Regions from separate parts of the Mus musculus genome. Here all the other regions are linked to region 1. The links are chromatin contacts, called in public ChIA-PET, HiChIP or PLAC-seq and promoter capture Hi-C maps. All regions are on one chromosome and are shown on one strand. Each heading gives the region's core, a stretch centred on a gene start, on an enhancer-like site or on the middle of the called end of the contact. The rest is flanking DNA. Distances are from core to core; before and after follow the strand shown. Region 1 holds the start of E430018J23Rik (RIKEN cDNA E430018J23 gene). Region 2 holds the start of Taok2 (TAO kinase 2). Region 3 holds the start of Hsd3b7 (hydroxy-delta-5-steroid dehydrogenase, 3 beta- and steroid delta-isomerase 7). Region 4 holds the start of Stx1b (syntaxin 1B). Region 5 has its middle 25 kb from the start of Gm39090.

Region 1 (2,700 bases), core at 149-2,648:
CTGAAATGGCTTTTCACCTGTGTGAGTGTACAGGTGCTCCACCAGTTTGGACTGGTGGGCAAAACTCTTCCCACACACATGGCACCCATGACGCTGGTCTGCTTTTAGGATAGGGTTGTGCACCGCAACAGTGGGGTGCCCCTGCTGAGAGTTCTTGAAAAGCAGCTCCAAGTTGCAAGAAGGGGAAGCAAAGGAGGGGCGTGGCTCCATAGGCCCAGCTTCTGGAGAAAGTATCTTCTTGGTTGCCTTGGTCTCTTCCCTTGGTCTCTTCCCTTCCTTCTCGTGCCTGCAATCTGCTGGGAGACCATGACAAAGCTCAGACTCTGACTCTACTGCCCCTCGATTCCCACAGCCCCACATGGAAACAGGGCACAGGAGGGGAGAGGCCACAGCATCTGAGCATGCGTGGTGCACAGATGTCCAGATGCAGCATAAAGAAAGGTGTCTGTGTGGTCCCCATTCCCAAGTGCAGTGAGCTAAGCACTTGTCAGAGGTGGACAGCAAGAACTGAAGGAGACTCCAGAACGCAGTCACAGAGATGGCAGCAGAGGAGTGGGAACGAGGGGCTACAACCTATACAGCCTAGTGACCCTGTAGATATGAGGTGAGAGCACTGGACAGAACCCTTTTCAGATGAATCCAGGGGCCAGCCATCATGGCTTTGGCCAAGAAACAGAAAAACAGGGAAGAAACTGCCAGGCAGTAAGTGCAGTCACTAGAAGACACCACACAGGCTGGCAACACAGAAGTTTCCCCAGGCAAGTACCCAGTCCTTCACCTGAGTGGACTTCTGTCCTGCACATGGCCACCTCTGGCTCCTGGGCACCGGGTCCCCACACTTCGGACTCTTCCTCCACCCAGCAGATGAGCGCTGGTTTGTCGCCCCCGACTTCTGGAGGGAAAGATAGCAAACCCCACGAGTCAGGTCGACCCACTTGTTACGACCACCCGTACCCAGGGAACTCCGATCCACCGCATGACCCACAGTGTCAAGGGCTACGCGAACCCAGGCGGCCAGGAAGGTTCTCACCCAGAGAGGCCAGGAGACCATAGGTCTCGCGCATCACCTCTCGGTACAGGGTTCTCTGCGCCGGCCGCAGACACCTCCACTCCTCCGGGGAGAAGTACACGGCCACGTCCGCGAAGCTCACAGTCCCAGGCTTAAGGAATGCAGGCCAAGCGGAGGCCCTTTCCGGGGCCATCCGCGGCGCCATGGGGACTCCCCGCACTGTTCCGTGATCTGCCTGGCGTCCCCTGGATCGCCTGCCAGATCCTAGGTTGCCGCGGTGGGGTACCAGGGCTGAGAAAGGACATATATCAGGTCCGTGAGCACCCTAATGTAGGTGAAAATTGAAGATTCCTAGAAGCAGGTACAGATGCAAGACGTGGTGATGAACTCATAGAAATGGTAGCAGTATTTGTGCATAAACGTGTGGGGGCGGGGCGGGGCGGGGCGGGGCGGGGAGTAACAAGAACCTTGATCCCTGGGGTCCCGCCCAAGGTTACGTCACCGGATTTCCTGGGTCATTGTTTTCTAGCCCTCATCCAAAATGGCCAAAGTGTCTACAAGTGCCAATCTAAGACCAAGACTGAAGTGGACGTGCCTATGTGGGCGGGGACTCCAGGACCGCGAGTATCGTGCAGTTGAGGAATGGTACAGATTCTGTGTGTTCACACCACTCTCAAGTTAAGCTAGGTGGAAGCAGTCTGTGAATTTTGGGTTGGGGTAGAATCTGAGAAAACTCATTTCAGAGATAGAAGTTTAAAAATGAAAGCTTTATTTCTGTGCACGCGTATGTAGTGGCCAATTTGGGAGCTGAACAGCATCCCGGAACAGAGCTTATATAACGTTTTCATAGGATGAAAACACAAAGCAAGGGGGACTTGGGTGCACTGTTGCGTTAGTCAGTCTTTCACACAATGGGTTAAGCAAGGAAGTTAACTTTGGTGACTGGACCTCATCAGCGTCACTTTGTTTCAGGTTCCTTGATTTAGCTTTTGCAGCCAGGTCGCATCCTGGACTGGTCTGGAATTTAGAATGATAAGGGAACAATGGAGTGGGCAATCTGCACATTTATGACTTGTGTGCCTTAGTTTAGACAGCAAATAACAGCAACATCCCTCTTTACAGCCTTTACTGGATAACAAACATGAAACACCTAAAGTCACAGGATAGTTGTTAGTTCCAGCCTGGGATCCTGAACCCTGTCAGCAAGATGGAGGTCCAGCAATGGCTGGACTCAGGAATTAACAGGTGTTTGGTGTTTTTCTTCTGGTCAGTGTATTGTGGAGCCCCAGAAAGCCTGTGGCAGGAAGAATATTAATAAGCTAGAAAGTATAGCAGTCTCAGAGGTTGTTTCCACCAGCTTGGTCTACACATCTCAAAGTAGTTGAGAAATACTGTCCTTGACACATGTCTGAGATCATAGAGCTGGTCTTTGATCAGCCAGGACACTCGGAACATTCACGACCTAATCTTCTAAAACTCTACATCTGCCCATCTGGATTTTTTTTCCCCTTCACTTCCAGGAAGGAATTAAAGTTTCTGGGAAGATTGTGAGATTCCCATGAAATATCCAAGAGAGGAATGAGGCCCTACTCACGGTCATATACATCCAGGTTTTCAGTCTGGTTCATTGCTATTTTAATATAAAATACCTACCTATGAAAGGAATCTTGGCTGGGCAGTGGTGGCACACG
Region 2 (2,700 bases), core at 43-2,542, 510 kb before region 1:
GTGACCCTTGGTGACAAGACAGGCCCTGTCACCTGAGAGTACCCCTTCAACCAGACACAATGAAGGCAAGAGAAAGGGAGAAGAGGTAGCAACAGAAGCAGACTGGGCTGGCCAGAGACTGACCATGGGCCCAACAGGAATCCCTATCCTGAGGAGAGGGCCTACCCAGCCCCAGCTTCTCGGCATGGAGCTGACCAGAGGGGCTCATGCCCATACACCCATGTCTCTCACCTGGTAGGGGTCACTATGGTGCCCCAGCGCCTCCGCTTCCGCCTGGGGTACTCCAGTTGCTCTGACAAGCAGGGAGAGGGGCAAGGAGACCTTCCCCCTCGCCACCTCTTCCTCAGCTTTCGCCCTTCCTGAGGGGCGGGCCCGGGAAGCCTCCCCTGGAGGGGAGGGGGTGACAACCTGATCTGACCTCGCGGTCCAGTCCTCCCCCAACTCGAGGGCGACAGTTGCTGAATCCCGGATTTCCGATTGTGGGGTCTGAGCCCCGTATATTTGCAAGGGCTAAAAATGAGTCCGATATCTGATCGCTTGGAGGATGAACCCCGGATATTGGTGCACACAGGGTCCTGAATCCCAGGTATTTTAAATTCTATAAAACAGAGACCCAGGTTTGTAAAGGTTGGGACTTTGGGTCCCAGATATCTGATATACGAGGGTTTGATACCTGGGTATCTGAGAAACAAGGGACCAAGCCCCAAAATTTGGGACCCAGGGGCCTGAGCCCCAGGTCTTCGGCCACGACAAGGGGCCCACCCCGAGGACGCCCGGCTGCACGGCCCCTCTAAGGCTGGGGTCCGAGAGTGACAGCCCCTACTCCAGCCCTGGCCTACTCCCTTTCCCGTCCTCTCTCTCCGGAACAGCTGAAGGACTGTAGCGGAGGCGCTGCTGATGGTCCCTGTGCCTCACTCCCTTTCCTTTTCGTCTCAGCTTCTCACCGCACCACAGCCCTGCTCTCGTCCCGGCCTCCCTCTCTCTCCCTCTCTCTCTTCCTCCCAATTCCAAGATGGAGACCGGGCGGGAGCGCGCAGGCGCGGTATGCACGCCGGGCCAAAGGGGTGGGGCCCCAAAGGAAATAGCCCCGCCCCTCGCCAGTAGCCGCCGCGGCCCAGACGACAAGCTGCCTTCGAGCCCAAGTGCGCGCGCGCCCCGCCACGCGGATCCTTGGTGGGAAGAGGAGAGGAGAAAGGCTTGGCTTGCTTGGGGTGGAGCCCAAGCGCGCGGTCCAAGGACTGCTGGTGGAGAGAGCTGTGGCGCATGCGCCCGCCACGCTTTCGCGCTGCGACTGAGCCTGTTGCTAGGGGAAGCTCTGAGGGGGTGCTCTAGGAAGGAAAGCTGTGGTCTGCGCCTGCGTGCAGGGTAAAGGCTGAAAGGAGTAAAGCAAGGCTGCTGGCAGCTGGGCGCCGGAAAGGCGGGAAACCGGACCATTATTATGTTCACAAGTATCTAAACTAAACCTGAGCTCCCAAGTGCGAGAACGATGTGCCAAAGTTCGGAAAACCCAATGGGTCAAATCCCTACTGGAAAATTGAGGTCCAGTAGGATTGTATAACTTGCCAAAACGCATTAAGCATTTCATACACAGAACATCAATTTAAGTTCATGGAAGAAAACAAATGACAAAGTAGCACAGTTGTGTTCACAGTGTGTCTAAAGAGTATATAGTGCTAGATTAATGCTTACAATTCCAGCACTCAGCAAGCTGAGGCTGAGGCAGGAGGATACCAGTTCTGCAGGGTATGTAACCTAATGGAGTTCCAGTATCAAAAACAAAAAACAAACAGACACACAAACAAACAAAGAACAAAAAACCACAAATATTTTCCAAAGCAAATCCACCAACACGGCCACAGTTTTAAGTGACCTATGCCAACTTGTATTTCAAACTAAGGTCAACAAGGGTAACAAGACGCTAATCATCAGGAAACTAGAGAGGGTGACATCCAAAGATTTTGAGTTCCAGGCCAGGGGGCCCAGGCTTTTCATCCCAGCAACTTGAGAGGTAGAGGCAGGCAGATCTCTGAATTTGAAGCCAGCTAGGGCTCTATAGTGAGACGTGACAAAACAAGGCTGGGGAGCCTGTTCAGTGGTAGAGTGCTTGCCTGCCTAGTGTAGGCGAGGCTCTACATTCAACCCACAGTGCCACAAAATTGGACAGGAGCAAAATGACTAAGTATGTGCTTGCTGAGAAAAGGCTGGTAACCTGTGTTCTATCCCCTGAACCCATGCAAGGGTTGAGGAAGAGAGCACAACTGCTCTGGGACCCCCATGCACGGGCCATGGCATGAGCACACCCAATAAGAAAGAAAAGCCCCCATGGAGTGGTGGCATGTGCCTTTCATCCCAGCACTTAGGAGGCAAAGGCAGGAGGATCTCTGAGTTCTAGGCCAGCTTGGTCTGCAAAGTAAGTTCCAGAACAGCCAGGGATACATAGAGAAACTGTCTCGAAAAACAAAACAAAAAAATTCTTTTACGTCAACAAGGAAAAGTCCCCAGTATTTACTTTAATCCAATCCCCAGTAAGTACCTTACACAATAGTAGTCAAAAGCCATTTATTTTCCCACAGTCTAGTTCTTCACTTTTTGTAATAGGTCTTCTAAACTCAGAAGTGGGCCCCAAGAACTTGACCTGTACCTGGAGAAAAGGAAGAAAACAGGACAGGTAAGAAAACCCCTGGATGAATTTCTGCAAGG
Region 3 (2,700 bases), core at 83-2,582, 410 kb after region 1:
GCTGTGGCTTACACTCCCACCTCCTGCAGCCCAACTGCTATGCGAAGGTGATCACCATTGAGTCTCAGAAAAAGATTGTCATCTACTCGAAGCAGCCCATCGGCGTGGATGAGGAGATCACCTACGACTACAAGTTCCCACTAGAAGACAACAAGATTCCGTGTCTGTGCGGCACTGAAAGTTGCCGTGGCTCCCTCAACTGAGGTGGGGCAGGACCGGTGCCCTCACCCCTATTTATTCCCCCTTGGTGCCCTAAGCTCCCAGCACCCCAGCCTTATTGGGCTCAGCAGGGCCCACTGCCCCCACCTTCACGTGGGATAGGGAGCACTGAGGCCAACAAGGGAGCCTCAGTCCTTTGAGGCATCTGCTGCCTCCCCTATGCCCCATGCCCAAACACCCTCTTAATTTTTTTTTCTTTGCGAAGAAGAAGCTGTAAATGTTTTGTAGCTGCCAGCAGCTGTTTCCTGTGGAAACCTGGGGTACCAGCCTGTATAGATGCTATTCTTGGGGGCTGCATAGCCCTTTGCTTCATGTTAATGGGGACTTCCCCTTCTGCCCTATGTGCACCCCGCCCCAGTTTAGGGGTCTCTGGGGCAGTGGCCATGTTCTCCCCCTGGGGGGGCCTTTGGCCCCTAGTCCTGGGAACTCTGTGCCTGGAACCCTGCCTCATCTGTTCCTGCCAGACCCTGTGGGTCACCCTCCCACCCTGGTGTCTCAGGGCTCTGGCTCAGTGGGCCAGGATGGTGGGGGGCAGGCCCTTCTTGTTGGGCTGGATTGTACATAATGTTAATAGTGAAACCCAACACCACATTTTTATAATTGTGATTAAACTTTATTGTACAAAAATGCTTGGTCAGTATCTTTGGGAAGAGCAGACTGGGATGCAAGTTGCCACAGTGGGTGAAGCAGGAGAGAGGGGGAATGGGTGGCTTTGAGTTTGGGGTGAATCAACCTGCAGACCGCAGTGCTGCTTTGGACCAACCACCTAGATACAACAAACATGCCAGATCTGTCTCACTATGGATGCTAGCCAGAATTATGTCAAGATCAGGTTTACCCTGCTCTCCCTCCCAGAACCATAGCTGGTGCTGGGCCTTCAGCCTACTGGGAGACCCAGCAGGAGGGACAAACATATCAGTGATGGGGGCATCCCTTCCCTACCCTATTATCCTGAAATACACTACCAAATGGGCAGGTTCTGTCCTTTGCCTGCCACTGAAGAGTGGACTGGCCACCAGGGGGCACTCTGGCAAGAAAATTCCCTCCAAACCCCCTTGCCCGCCCCTAGGGGTGGAGGCTAGGCTGGTCTCCTTCCTGGAATGGGTCAGGAGGGAGGAGCGAGCGGAAGGAAGGAAGCCTATGTACATCTAGCTGGTCCACCAGTCCAGGACACAACCTCCTCCAGTGGCCAGTTTGTGCGCCCTGGGACTTACTACAGGTAGGCAGAGCTGATACTGAGGCCCAGCTGGCCTGCCTTTTAGCCTGCGCCCTTCCAACCTCCCTATTCAACTCCTTGCTTTCTCTGCCTGTCCTTTAGTAATCTAGTCTTTTTTTTTTTTTTTTTTTTTCCCCCCACCCGCCTCAATCCCTCCCATTCTGCATCCAATTCTAGTGACTCAGCAGTTAGGGTCAGAGGGCAGGGAGCCTTAGTGCTACAGGCACAGAAAACTGCAACCCACCCCTGCTACTCAGCCTCTCCACCCACACTGCTCCCACCTAATGATCCCTTCTATGAAGAACACATGGTTGGAGCAGGTGCTACCAGGCAATTCTAGTGAGCTAAATTCTCTTCCCACAGCTGGGCATGGCAGACTCTGCACAGGTGCCAACACTGGTATACCTGGTCACAGGTGGCTGCGGCTTCCTGGGGGAACATATTGTTCGGATGCTGCTGGAACGGGAGCCCAGGCTCCGGGAGCTGCGTGTCTTTGACCTGCACCTGAGTTCTTGGCTGGAGGAGCTGAAAGCAGGTGACTGGAGTGGGGCAGTAGCAGGAGGTAGGGAGGCCCCATCCCTTCCCAGACTGGGATACCTCAGCTTATGGAAAAGATGATTCCTGTTTGTTCTCCACCAGACAGAGGGGCCGGGTGAGTCATTGGTTCATGTGGCTTCCAGGGTGTGGACAGGCCAAACTCAGCAGCTGGCTAAGGCCCCAGCTCTGACACTGCCTCGGGTCTCCACCAGGGCCTGTGCAGGTGACTGCCATCCAGGGGGATGTGACTCAGGCCCATGAGGTGGCAGCAGCCATGTCTGGATCACATGTGGTCATCCATACAGCTGGGTTGGTGGATGTGTTTGGGAAGGCCAGTCCAAAGACCATCCACAAAGTCAACGTGCAGGGTGAGCTGCTACCTACCTGTTGGCCCCTAGTGTGTGGCCTGCCTCTGACCAGTGATTTTTATGGGAGGGCCTGTCCTTTTTGATAACCTTGTCCATTTACTGCTGTCGAACCCTGTCCTGACCTGATGCGGTTCTCCTTGGACACTGGGGGGGGGGGGGGGGCAGAAGGAGTGAGAGGCGGGAAGACACAGCTTGCGTCTGTCCCTTTCCTCCATAGGCACACAGAATGTGATTGATGCTTGTGTGCAGACTGGCACTCAGTACCTGGTCTACACGAGCAGCATGGAAGTGGTGGGGCCTAACATCAAGGGCCACCCCTTCTACAGGTGAGCTCAGCCCCACTTAATCTTAGAGCCCATT
Region 4 (2,700 bases), core at 155-2,654, 430 kb after region 1:
GAGGCCCCTGAGCCATTTGACCTGTACCACACACATACTTGCTTGATGACCTTGGGCCAGTCCCTTCCCATCCCTGAACCTCAGTTTCCCAATCTGTCACGTAGAGTAACAATCCCTTGGAATTCTGACATATCCCAATCCAGAGGCCACTGTCACACAGCAAACTGGAACCTCAAGCTCCTTGGGCTCATGTCATTCTTAAAATGTCTCGGCACCCTCCCTGCCCAAAACCATTCTCAGCAGGCGAGCACAGTCCCTCCAAAGAGCAGCCTCCCCTGCAGCCCCCCACCTTTCCTCCTCCAGCTCTGCTGGCCAACCGCCTGGAGCCTGGCCCCTGGCTTCCAGCAGCCTGCCCCTGGCTGCTCCCATGCTCCAGTTCCCCCAAGCACTGTGTGGCCTATGTCACACAACCCAATTCTGTGACCTGGTGGATGGATCTTTCTCTCCTCTCTCACCTTTGGGGTCACCTAAGCTGAGGCTCTGGCCCAGGGGAACTCAGTCACACACACACACACACACACACACACACACACTCCCCCTCTGAGCAGTGCCCTCTCCCCACGGAGCAACATACCAGTGCGCGTGCGCGTGGACACACACACACACACACACACACACACACCACCACCACCACCACCACCACCACCACCACCAGTACCACCACACACTTCATTCACTGCCAGGTGCTGGCATCTAGTTCCAACCTGTGTCCTCCATAGCATCCCAAATCTGGGTCCTCCTGGACCCGGCCTGGCCAGCAACCACCCCCTCCATCCGCCTAATTTGACAAGCCTGCTCTAGGGGATGATGGTGTCCCCCAATCCTCTCTTGACATTCACTTTCTCCCACCCCCAGGTTAGATTCTAGGGTCCTCCCGGGCATTTGGGCTGCCCAGGCCCCTGAGACCTCTCCTGCCCCCTTGTGTCTTAATGGCCTCCAACTCCTTCCAGCCACTGTCCTCCAATTGCAGGTTCACTGGAGATACCAGGTGCCAGGAGATGTGAGGGCTCCTGGCTTCCAACCTCTAGTCTCATCATTTGCTCCCCATGTCTCAGAACCTCCCCCACTCCATCCCCCAAGCGCTCCCCAAATACAGGGTCCCGCCTCCCCACCTCTCCCACCCCTTAGCTCACACTCCGCAGCTCCTGAGTCCGATCCTTCATCCTGCGACGGGCTCCTCCTCCCCTTCTTCGTCCTCCCGCCTCCGCTGCTGCTCTCTGCCTCTTGCCTCTGTCCTGGAGGCCGGGGTCTGGGGGCACCGGGCTAGACCTCCGAGGGATGTGCGGATAAGGTGCGCGGCGGGGGGGCGGGGAGCTAAGGCCAGGCAGAGACAGGGGCCTGGGCCGACTGGGCTCTGCCTAGGCTGCGGTGGCGATGCGGCTGCGGCACAGGGTTGGATGGAGGGATGCGGGAGCCGAGGCGCGGGGGAGGGGGGCGGAGGGAGGTGAGGAGGAAGGGAGGGAGGGGGAGCGGAGGGGGCGGGGAGCAGGGGGCATGCGCAGCGCCCCGGGCTGGGGGCGCCTGGGGGTTGTAGTCCGGGGAGGGGCACCCAAGGGAGGGGCACTGGGGAGGCCCAGAAGTTGGGAGGGGGGAGCCCAAGAAGCTCGGAGAGATGCAGAGGCAGGGATAGAGATGCTGGGTAAACTGCAGTTGGGGTGGACCGTCAGAGAAGGTCTAAGGCAATGAACTAAGGGACTAACCTGAGAGGAGCGGAGTGTCTGTGAGCCTACGCAGGACTTCCTTTTATCCTGTCCCTTCGGCTCTGCGGAAGAGTCTTTTGGGCATTAGAAATAACAAACCTGACCCTGTATGTGGCTATTGCTTGCTGAGAAGGACATGGGGCTTGTTCTGTACATCCTTTGTCACCCTACCTGAGAGTGCCCTGGCACTGGTGGATCTCAGCTTGTCAACCCCCAAGAACAGAGTGGTCACTACCTGCTGAGACTTTTGGTCTGGGATTTTGGATGACTGTGTTAAAAATGATATTTATCTTGGCCTAGAGTGAATCTCAGTGGTATATGCTTGCCTGCAAGGCCCTGGGTTCCATCCCCCAAGCCGGGGGTTGGGGTGAGGATGGGGATGCAGAAGGAAGGAAGATGTCTGCTGGGAGTAGAATCTTTGGTGGTGGTGGGGGTGTAGAATCTTGAATCTGGTGCTGCAGAAGGTCCAGAGAGCCTGCCACCCTCTGCTCTCCCTCCTTCCATCCTATCCTTAAATATTACTTCAGTTCTTCTTCTCATGGCAGTGGGGTTTGGACTCCCAGTTGGGTGGGCTTCCACCCTGCTTTTGCCAAATACCCAGTAACTACCTTAAGACACCATTCATCTGTGTCATGGCAGGCAGGGCCTACCGTCTGTGACCTTCAACAGTTCCTACAGCCAAGACAAGACTCTCTTCTTGTCTCCTCACCTCGCCTGCCCCCGCCCCCCACGTCCCACGCCCTTAACCTCTGAGTTCTGCCTCCCCCCTCCCTCCAGTTCTTCCTCTGATCTGTGACCCTCAGTCAGGGCTCCTGGGAGCTAAGTTATCTTCTTCCTTTTTAATCCCTCTGACTTTACGTACACGTGTATGTAGGTGTGCTCACTTGTACATGTGCACACATGTAGGTCAAAGGTCAGTGTTGGGTGGCTTCTGTCATTCCCCACCTTACTTGTAGTTTTTGTTTGTTTGTGTTGTTTGTTTTTTCGAGACAGGGTTTCT
Region 5 (2,700 bases), core at 199-2,698, 270 kb after region 1:
ATGCATCGTGTGTTTTATACAAATCCCAGGGTGTTCTGAGAAATGATGCATTGGAAATAAGTCTTTATATCCGCGATTTCAACTCATGACTCTGGAGTACCATGAATCTAATTGGATCCGTAAACATTTTGTTATTCAACTACTACCCAGTGACACACACTGGCAGTTTCTACCTTTTGAATATTTAAGGCTTGCAGCTCTTTTAAACTACGATGAACTGTGAGTTTCTTAGCTTTTAAGATACAGAGAGTTATGAAAAATACAAAGTAGGACTTTCTGGACCTCCCCAGAATTCCTATGTTTCATTTCTGAATCTTGAAAACTAGTATCTGTGTTTGAAACGTGAAAACTTCTGCCCCATTGGTAGTTCAGAAGTCTAATTAATAAATGTTTGTTACTTGAAGTTCCCCAGTCACTTGGCATGACAGCCCATGGCTTCTGGGAAGTCGCCAATCAGGAGCTGGGCCTAGATGATGCTTCCTGTATCAATGGCACTCCAGAGAGGAATCTGAGGGACCCAGGGGCTGAGCTCAAGTCCCTTACCACTCAATGTCCATGTCATCTCAGTTATGGACACAGAACATCTGCTTACCTTATTACTCAAAAAACAACAAACAAACAAACAAAGAAGGCCTAAGCTGGGTATGGTGTCGCTCACCTTTAATCCCAGCACTGGAGAGGCAGAGATAGACAGACCTCTGTGAGTTCAAGACTGGCCTGGTCTAGTGGGTTCATGGCCAGCAGAGGAAGAAAGGAAGGAAGGAAGGAAGGAAGGAAGGAAGGAAGGAAGGAAGGAAGGAAGGAAGGAAGGAAGGTAGGTCAGGCAGAAGAAAGTTAAAATTAAAAGTCCTTTGTAATTTGCCACTGAGAAAAATGGATGTTCCTTCAATGAACGCCTCAACAAAGCTCACAGCTGCAGCCCACCTGCATGCCCAGCACAAAAAGTGGTACACTAGCAGGGACTGTGGAGTCAGGTGGGTAGACTGGATGTGAATGCTGGCTCTGCCACAGACAGGCTGTGTGACTTGGGGCAAGCTCTTTAACCTCCTGGTTGCTTGTTTTCTATATCTGTAAAATGTGAAAGTAACAGGATCTATGACAGGAGTGCTGCATTAAATAAGTCCCACAAGTTGCAATATGTAGTACAGTTAGCTCTCTGTGGTACAGGAGACACTACCTCCTGGCCAAGTGAGTTGTCAAGTCGGAGGCAAGAGGTTGATGAAAGCCCTTGGAATCACTCAGATGGCTCATCTGCCATGAGTTTCTCAAAGTGGGTAGTTTCCAGGTAGATTTGGCAGTGCTGGACCACATGTCTCCATCCATTCCTGGGGCAGGAGGCTGTGGCCTGGTCTGAAAGGTCACTGGGCCATGTGCACCCCTCGATTGACCTGAGGCAAGGTTGGCACCCTGGTTGGCACATGTCTTCTGGAGCCAAGGGTTAATTAGCAGGCCCAGAGTCCATAGGCTCGTGGAAGCGGGTGAGGCTGCCAGGTGCTTGCTGGAGTGGTGTCTCTACACACGGGCAATTGAATCTTCACACCATTCACAAGCTGTGGCATTACCTTTTGCCCAGTGCTTCAGGGGTTGCTCGCTGCTCAAGTCTTGCTGGTAGGGCCCCTCACCAGTGTAGATACTGTAGTTCCAAAGGTCGAAGGTCACCTCCAGGGGCCATGCCTGGCCCTTTGGTGGATGGCTGCCCTAAGTGTGTGAGGAGGTGACCAAGTTGGCATAGGATCCACCATTTTGTGTATTCAAGTTGCTTCTAGGCATCACCTAGAGATGTCCCCAGACATTCCCTGTCTGGGACCTGCTCTGGCCCAGTAGTTTTGGACCCACAGCAAGCAGGATGGATCCATAATTTAGGGACAGGGACAAGCAGAGAGCTGGCTGCCGACCTCCATTGCTGGCTGCGGGTGCCCAGCTCCAAAGCCCTCTCCACCCTTAAACGGTGTGGGTAAATGACTGGATCTTGAGGCAGCTAAGGAAGACCTAAGGGCCTCCCCTTGTGTGGTGGAACCCGCTCACCTCCCCTTCCCTTGTGGTATCGTCCTGGGTGCCCTCTGGGCCTTGCTCCCACTTCCGGGAGCTCTGGGTTCCGGAACCGTGGAAGTTGGCCGAGAATTTGTCCGGAGGCCTCTCCTGGGGAGAAGCCTCCTGAGGGGCTCGGTTTTCAGGCCTTTCTCTTGAAGGGCTCTCCTGGTGAGTCTCACGCCGGAATCCTGCAGGGAGAAAAGGAAATCTGGATAGTTGCTCTACAAGATGGAAAAGACCACAGAAGTCCGTGACAGAAGGCGGGGGGTGAATACTGCAAACAGCTCTTCTGTGTTTTTGTGTGCACGCCTGTTTGTGTGTGTGCACTTGAGAGGTAGAAGCAAATGGATCTCTGTGAGCTCAAGGGTCTAGTTTACTCCAGGACAGCTAAAGCTACAGAGTGAGACACTGTCTCAAAACTAAAGCAACGAGCAGATGAACCCCAAAAGAAGGCATTGATTTGCTTTGTGTGCATGGAGGGGAGTGGAGGCTCACTCGTGGAAACCAGAACACAATGATACACAGTGCTCTTGTCCCACCACGTGGATCCCCGGGATAGAACTCAGGCTGTCAAGTCTGGTGACAGGCACCTTAAATGGCTCAGCCATCTCGAGAACATCCCCTCCCCGCCAAGGCATTCATGTGAGCCATCAAACGTGCCAGGCAAAC

The links. Promoter capture Hi-C pulls out the DNA fragments that hold promoters and counts their contacts. ChIA-PET counts read pairs in DNA pulled down with a chosen protein or histone mark. HiChIP or PLAC-seq counts read pairs in DNA pulled down with a chosen protein or histone mark.
Region 2: a contact with region 1 is called in an RNA polymerase II ChIA-PET map of memory CD8 T cells, with 16 read pairs. The contact joins the promoter of Taok2 here to the promoter of E430018J23Rik in region 1. A contact is called at or near these places in 1 of 39 promoter capture datasets (neural stem cells), 2 of 115 datasets of contacts at active chromatin or transcription factors (memory CD8 T cells and microglia) and 1 of 9 other capture datasets (liver).
Region 3: a contact with region 1 is called in a FOXA1 HiChIP or PLAC-seq map of pancreatic cancer cells. The contact joins the promoter of Hsd3b7 here to the promoter of E430018J23Rik in region 1. A contact is called at or near these places in 2 of 115 datasets of contacts at active chromatin or transcription factors (microglia and pancreatic cancer cells).
Region 4: a contact with region 1 is called in a promoter capture Hi-C map of cranial neural crest. The contact joins the promoter of Stx1b here to the promoter of E430018J23Rik in region 1. A contact is called at or near these places in 1 of 39 promoter capture datasets (cranial neural crest) and 1 of 115 datasets of contacts at active chromatin or transcription factors (bone marrow-derived macrophages).
Region 5: a contact with region 1 is called in an H3K27ac HiChIP or PLAC-seq map of embryonic stem cells, with 8 read pairs. The contact joins the enhancer-like site here to the promoter of E430018J23Rik in region 1. A contact is called at or near these places in 1 of 39 promoter capture datasets (erythroid cells), 3 of 115 datasets of contacts at active chromatin or transcription factors (bone marrow-derived macrophages and embryonic stem cells) and 2 of 9 other capture datasets (adipose tissue and liver).

The regions. Positions count from the first base shown.
Region 1 is chr7:127,392,223-127,394,922 of GRCm38.p6, forward strand. It overlaps E430018J23Rik (RIKEN cDNA E430018J23 gene), which reads right to left and starts at 1,399. Exons shown (of 3, transcript NM_198011.2): 1 at 1,031-1,399; 2 at 779-892; 3 at 1-293. The coding sequence starts at 1,214. It also overlaps a transcript of Zfp764 not described here.
Region 2 is chr7:126,883,675-126,886,374 of GRCm38.p6, forward strand. It overlaps Taok2 (TAO kinase 2), which reads right to left and starts at 1,293. Exons shown (of 16, transcript NM_001163775.2): 1 at 232-1,293. It overlaps Tmem219 (transmembrane protein 219), which reads right to left. Exons shown (of 6, transcript NM_026827.1): 6 at 2,545-2,641.
Region 3 is chr7:127,799,277-127,801,976 of GRCm38.p6, forward strand. Hsd3b7 (hydroxy-delta-5-steroid dehydrogenase, 3 beta- and steroid delta-isomerase 7) reads left to right here and starts at 1,333. Exons shown (of 7, transcript NM_133943.2): 1 at 1,333-1,438; 2 at 1,799-1,970; 3 at 2,185-2,340; 4 at 2,558-2,666. The coding sequence starts at 1,805. It overlaps Setd1a (SET domain containing 1A), which reads left to right. Exons shown (of 19, transcript NM_178029.3): 19 at 30-846. The coding sequence ends at 203.
Region 4 is chr7:127,823,127-127,825,826 of GRCm38.p6, forward strand. It overlaps Stx1b (syntaxin 1B), which reads right to left and starts at 1,405. Exons shown (of 10, transcript NM_024414.2): 1 at 1,134-1,405. The coding sequence starts at 1,163.
Region 5 is chr7:127,664,828-127,667,527 of GRCm38.p6, forward strand. It overlaps a transcript of Bcl7c not described here. Among named protein-coding and RNA genes, the nearest start is that of Gm39090, 25 kb to the right of the region's middle. Within about 2 kb of position 1,449, at least 18 of the 459 cell types and tissues checked have an H3K27ac peak or open chromatin away from gene starts, as enhancers often do. A contact at or near this core is called in embryonic stem cells and liver, where this site is marked.